Linked DNA regions of Rattus norvegicus: region 2 is linked to region 1. A link is a contact called in public Hi-C data. All regions are on one chromosome and are shown on one strand. Each heading gives the region's core, a stretch centred on a gene start, on an enhancer-like site or on the middle of the called end of the contact. The rest is flanking DNA. Distances are from core to core; before and after follow the strand shown. Region 1 overlaps Pdzd2 (PDZ domain containing 2). Region 2 holds the start of Pdzd2 (PDZ domain containing 2).

The links. Hi-C and Micro-C count contacts between places; a contact is called where the count stands out from the background.
Region 2: a contact with region 1 is called in a Hi-C map of Schwann cells, with 5 times the contacts expected there. The contact joins the promoter of Pdzd2 here to the enhancer-like site in region 1. A contact is called at or near these places in 3 of 12 Hi-C or Micro-C datasets (Schwann cells, frontal cortex and psoas muscle).

What each region holds. Positions count from the first base shown.
Region 1 is chr2:63,110,588-63,113,874 of GRCr8, reverse strand. It overlaps Pdzd2 (PDZ domain containing 2), which reads left to right. Exons shown (of 24, transcript NM_022940.2): 24 at 1-2,225. Among named protein-coding and RNA genes, the nearest start is that of Golph3, 37 kb to the right of the region's middle. Within about 2 kb of position 1,619, at least 23 of the 93 cell types and tissues checked have an H3K27ac peak or open chromatin away from gene starts, as enhancers often do. A contact at or near this core is called in Schwann cells, where this site is marked.
Region 2 is chr2:63,495,975-63,499,261 of GRCr8, reverse strand. Pdzd2 (PDZ domain containing 2) reads left to right here and starts at 1,784. Exons shown (of 24, transcript NM_022940.2): 1 at 1,784-2,053.

The sequences.
Region 1 (3,287 bases), core at 370-2,869:
CTCGGATCAAGAGTGGACGTGCTCTTCATCTGGAACGCCTAGCTGCACCCTCACCTCCCTCCTGCCACCTCTCCCAGCATCAGTCCTGGTGAGTAGGGACCAGAGGATAACACAAATGCCCCAGCGAAAATGATTTATGTATGTAGATTTATATAATTTTGTAAGTAAATGACAGTGCTTTTAGGTACATGCAGTGGAAGGCAGAGCTACGTATGTTACCTTGAAAAGGAAAATGAGACGTAAAGAAAATGAATTTATGACCTAATTGTTAGGCAGAGCTCAGGAATCACCCAACAGTGAAAAAGAAAAAGTGCTATTTTTTAATGAACGTAATGTATGATACGAACTAGGAAGTTCTGATGGTTTTCTGTTTCAGAGTGTAAGTCATAAGGCCGTTCCAGAGCGACAGTTCTGACGAGTTGCAATAAATCGCTGTGAGCTTCCCTTCCTGGGAGGAAGTTCTAGCCCGAAAGCACCTTGCATCTAGTTTTCAAACTTGAGTACATGGTCGAATTCAAGGCTGATCAACACAAAAACAGGCAAAGTTGTCAGCGTGTTTCTGTTTCCACACACATACATGCACCCCCACCACCACCACCACCACCACCACCCCCCCCACCGGAAAGGAATTTGAGAGTTCAATCCTTCGACTTGCAAACATAGGCATTCTGTGGTCCAGACTGAGGAGCATCCTCTCGGGGAAATTTTCTTGTTAGCTTTTCTCCTTTCCCCTCCAGACCTAAAGAAGCTGGACTACAGTCCAGCTCTCTTCCCTGACAGAGATCTGCGGTGGTTCAACTTCTTGCTATTTTGGTTTTTCCTGTTTTGCAAACTCTTCCTCTTGCTAAAACTAGGGTCCCACTGATCATTTTGACTCAAGCTGCTTGTAAAACTCCTCCGGCTTGGCTGCCGTGAACTTCTTCGAAGCCCTTCCTCCTCACAAGCTGGCTTTTCCTCCCTTTGCACTGACCATCATTTTCTTAAATTCCAAAGCCTCGCCAGCTTCCTTTACCAAACAAGGAAAATGGAAAAACAGGGTGAGTCATTCTCAAGGAAAAGGACTGCACAGTGTTCACCACCCTCTCCTCAGGTGGTGCCACCCAGTGCTGGGTCCTGGGGTCTTGGGTGGAAACCTCGTTTTCAAATCACGCATGCACAATGCTATGGTTTCGCCGCTCTGGTTAACAGCTGGGTCTAGGGGAAAGACGGCTGAGGTGCTTGAGCTGCTGTTGCCTTCGTACGTCATCATCTGAGCCCGATCCTGCTGGCCGCCTGCAGAGGACCCAAGAGAGGGCCCGTAGGCGGACGCGATATACCTGGCTCATTTTCAACAGGTCTCACAGAGAAAACTACAGTCCAGGAGTTAGCTAGGAAAACTGGCTTAGCATCTTCTTTTCCTTACAGTTACAAGTAGGATACTCTTAAGACGTCAGTGCAAGGTGCATGCTAGGTTGTCGTTTAAGTCTCAAGGGTCAGTTTTCTGCTTTCTTACTTGAATGATAATTTTAAGTCAGCACGGAAAACCATTTTTTTCTTTCCTTTTTGTTTGCCTCTACTCCCTTACAGTCATGCCTATTAAGTCCTTTGTGAACAGACAGGACTTCCGGGAGCAATGGCCTCTTTCCAAGTGTCCCCAGAGCTCCTATCTGAAGAGTACACGGAGGACTTGCTACACCATGTTAAGTCATCAAGCATTTGGCCTGGATCTTCCCAGCTAACTGGGAATGTAAGGGAAGAAGCAAGAGCTAGCCCTGTCTCTGACCCTGAGATAGAAAGCTATTTATTTGTGTTCAGTGTTCAAGGCATGACTAGTATTGCTGATTAGTCTAATAAATCCCCACACTTCCTGCAGTGAACACTAATGGTATTGTTCTAACCCTTTTTCTTTCTTTGTATGTGGTCAGTCACTCACAGTAAGCTATGAGGTAAAATGTGTTACACAAATCGTAGTTGTAAGACAATATCGTGAAGGCTCATGTAGGTTGGGTTTCATTCACACCCTCCCACACATATCGCATTACATTGTAGGGTTGACTTTAATTGGCACCACACTTGTACATTATACATTATTTATGTAAGATAAAATGCCTTATATATTAAAGAGTAAGTGCAATAAATATGAAATGGCCTGTACATTTTAAAAATGTTGCCAAGTTATGTAAATCCACCTCTCTGTAAACAATTTTTTAAATAATTTTCAAAAAATAAACACTGCTTACTACTTGGCTTTGCCTCGTTGTTATGCGATGAGTAATACCAAGGCTCTTTTTACTGTGCTGTTTATTCCGTATCACCTATACAGGTAAGAGGCAAGGGGAAGCAGCACACCTCTAACATGTCTCCATCTGGCTCTCACAGATCCCTGAGCACTTCTCACTACATCTTAACAACAATAGCAACTGCTGCTTTCTCCCATTTAAGCCTGATCCATTCACACTTCCTCTCACAACAGACAAGACACACACACTAGCTAGCTAGGCCTGGATCCTGGCCAGAGTCTTGGAACCTATGTCTGCTATTACTGACACATCCCACACCCACAATGAAGAATGCCACTATAAATCCCCGATTTCCAACTTCCACCCGACCCTCTTTGCCACTAAGCAATTATTTGCCAGGTTTTCCTCTCATTGTTCACGAAAGTTTTCTCTTCCTCAGAGAAAAGCCTATGTTCCTCCTCATACTTGCTCTGGGGTCCTGCTTCACAGGGTAAAATAAAAACCATCTTCTCTATTAAGGCTCTGAAGAGACAAATACTACAAAAGAGGCGAGAATATACATTCTCGGGGCTGGAGAGATGGCTCAGTGGTTAAGGGAACTGACTGCTCTTCCAGAGGTCCTAGTTTAATTCCCAGCAGCCACCGCTCTGGAGCACACCCATACTTCAAGGTAGCCTGAGGTACTGCGCTCCTGTCTCCAAAAGAACAAAACTACAGCTGTTAATCCCAGCACTCGGAGGCAGAGGCAGGTGGATCTCTGAGTTCAAGGCCAGCCTGGATTACAGAGCTAGCTCCAGGACAGCCAGGGCTGTTCTACAGAGAAACCCTCTCTCTCGAGAAACCATAAATAATACATAAGTAAATAAAACGGACAGCAAAAAAACCAAAATGAGTAAAATAGTTCAGGTAAAGTCATACCTAGAGGCAAATGCCCTCCATCCTTATTCTTCAGGAAGACAAAGAATTCATGTTGATAAGAGAGAAGTTAAAGTCTGTTAAATCCTGTGCAAAGGAGATATGCCCAGGAAAAGAACTGTGTGAGTTTTTTTGGTTTTTTGTTTTGTTTTG
Region 2 (3,287 bases), core at 535-3,034, 390 kb before region 1:
GGGAAGGGCTCTGTTATCATTACGAACGCAGTGCTACCTTTGCCACTGTTCAACTCTGAGATCTCAGTAGAGCCTGGGGAGGGAGAATGTCCTTCTGACAAAAGCAACAGACTCTCCTGGTTGGAGCACAGGGTTGGGCTGAAAGGACTGGAACCGGCTGGGTGAGAGGGAGCAATGAGAACCTTTGGAGCGGTGACCATTTGCATATTCAGTGGCTTGCTGGCTGTGCCAGGTGCTGAGCACAGAGGCTTAGGAGACACAGGTGGCCTCTTCAAGGCTCCTGAGATCGGGAGGGGGCGGTGGCAGCTGAGGCTAGGATCGCTGAACAAACAGATAGCACTGCATAATTGGGGAAGAATTCTTCGTGGCGTCCTAATAACACCTTTCTAGGCCTGTCTCATTGAACACCTCCGTAGTGCTACACGGAACAGCCTACCACTGATCCTTGCTCCGTTCCGCACGGCGAGTGTCTTCTCTGTAGACAGAAGAGAAGCTTGCAGGTGGTGAAGGCTGTGCAGTCTGTAATACTGCAGGCCTGGATTTGTACAGACATTGATCTCTGAAGATTGGGAATTATAAAAGCCGAGGAAAAGAACCCCGACAACTTGCTGAAAATGCTCTCTAGAAACGCCTTGGGTCTACTCTGGTCACTGGTGCTGAGGGACGCTCTGCGAGGGTTGAAGGTGACGTATGTCTATCTGCTCTTCCAAGAGAGCAGATCTTAACGCTTTGCTGAACAAATCTAGAGCCCAGCCACGCTCCACCATATCCCCATCTCCCTCAAAGCAAAGATTTCCAATTACTGCTCTGCAGAAAATGTCAAAAGCATTTATTCAACAACTCATGATCCCGAGGTTTGTAATTTTTCGTATGTTTTTACCCTTATCTGCCAGCACTTGAAAAAGACCAGCCTTTTCCTCTCAAGAGAGCTTAATTTGCAGAGCCGTGCAGTCTCCCTATTATGTTCTTATCGTCCTCTCCCTGTGGTAGGCAGAATGACAAGGATGACAAAAAAAGGAACCAAAAATATTTGAAGGCTTCCTGAAATCCATGGGATGACGCATCCAAAAAGCCAGAGGCTCCCGTTCTCCCAGTGACCTGGAATAAAACGGAGGGCAGTTGGCCTTAGCTCTTGAGGTCCACTCAGCAGGAGGTCCATAAGATCCAAATCCTGCATCCTGGGGCCCATGGAATTTCCTCTAGCGGCTTAATTGAAGGATTAACAGCTCTGGGGTTCTTAAGACGCAAAGAGGTTCTCTCTCCCAAGGAATGCTCAGACTAATACTATATTAAGTATTGGTATCCTAAGGGCTAGAGGCCAGGGAAGGTTGGGGTGGATGGTGGCTCTTCTCCAGTCTCCCTGGGCCTCCCCAGGCCCTGAAAAGGCAATAGACATTTTTCTCCGCTATGTGCTACTACGTGCTATGCAAAAGCAAATTAAGCCTCCTAGCTCTGGTTCTTCCACCTAGATGGCGCCCCAAGCCCTGCCTACATGGCAGCTCTGAGCCGCAGTCTCCCTGGATCGGTTCCTCCCAGGATCCCCAGGAAGCGGGCGCACCAGGACTGCTGTTTCCCTGGGAGAGCGGTCCTCCCGGCTCCGGGGCTTGCTCGGGGGGAATCCCCGCCCACCTTGTCATTCCTGCAGGGGAATCCCCGCCCCCTGGGCCTGTCACTCCGGGAAGGTAGTTCCCGCCCCTCGAATCCAGCAGAGGGAAGGAATCCCCGCCCATTCTGGAGGCTCGGAGCATCCCTGCGCTGCGCTGCGCTGCGCAGCGAGCAGCTCACTCCCAGCGCCAGTGCGTGCTGGCGGCGGGCAGTGGGACGCGGCGGGGCGGCTGCTGCGGGCGCCCTCCAAGCGCCCGACCGATCTCAAGACGCTCGGGATTGCGCCTACCGCGGCAACCGGCGAACCCCTGCGGCGCAGCTTCTCCGGGCAGGCGCGGCGGCGGCACCGGTGGTGGAAGGGGCGGCGGTAGCTGCGCGGGCACCGCCGGGCGGCGCCTGAGTCTGGACGCGCCAGGAGCGGCTCGAGCCTCCGCCGATCCACGAACAGGTGAAGAGACCTGGTGCTACGGTCGCCACGGGGGTGGGGCTTCGGGTGGGCTCTCGGGGTAGCGGAGCTCGTAACCCCAGGACGGTGTGCTCTGGAGAAAGTTCAGTGACAATCGGGTGCGGGAATCCCAGTCCAAGCAAAGCGGTGAGTGAGGGCACCCAAGTGGGATCCCACGTTGGGTGGCACAAACTCCTCTTCCTTCTGGTGGGAGGTAAGAGGGGCACAGTGGAGCAGAGAGGTTGGGCGGAGCGAGACAAGAGACAGGAATAACCGGAGGCTCATTGCCTGGGACGCCTAAATCGGGCCAAGAGTCCTTAACCTAGTGTGTTGGTTTGTCTCCCTACCTTAGCCACTGTTTTAAGGACCATCCTCCTGCGCTTCGTCTCTCGCTAATCCCCTACCCACTAAGAGGCGCGAGAAAGAGTCTGCATGAAGAGTAAGGGCATCTTTGGGGTTTTAATGTCATCTGCTAGGGAGATAAGGGATGTTCCAGTAGGAAAGTATTTCTTCCTGAAGTCCACTCCCCTTCAGCCCCCTGCCCGCCTTCCCCATGAAGCACAAGACTGAATTGGGGGGAGGGGGGCGGGACGAAGGATCTAGGACCCTGGACAGAAGTTTACCTGCTGCCTACCTTTGGCAGCCCTGCTCTATGCATAGATCTTGATAAGGAACACTGAAGTCACACCAGGTCTGGCATGTGCTGGTGGCAGACACTGGAAAGACAGACACCGGGGCATTCCAGAGTCCAGAGCATATACTGGGACTGGAGGTTGAGCATTGTGGAGGCCTAAGCTCGGTTTTGCCTCTTACACGTCTTTTGCTTGACAAGTCACGATGAGGCTCCTGCAGGTAAGTGATTGCGGAGTGACGAAAGAAAGTGAGCTCCTCTTGCAGACACACCCCTGAATCTTCAGGGCACTTCTCTGACTGGGGGGGGGGGTCTCCCACACTCATCTCTGCTCCCGGCTTGGGGGGGGGTAGGTCTCCACTGTTTCTACTGGGTCAGCTTTTTCTGGCCCGTGACTTCTGGGTGGGAGCCAGGTAGGTACATGCTGGCAGGTGTGGTGTGGGAGGGCTGCTTGTGAGGGTGGAATTAATATCTCAGAGCACACCCCTGGCTGTGGGTGGTTGTTCTGGCTACATGAATTTCTTCTTCCACTAGGATGAGCCAGGAACTGCTGCTACTATAAAAGCTACACCACGGTGTGAGCTTGTGCACCGTGTTTCGGGGTAG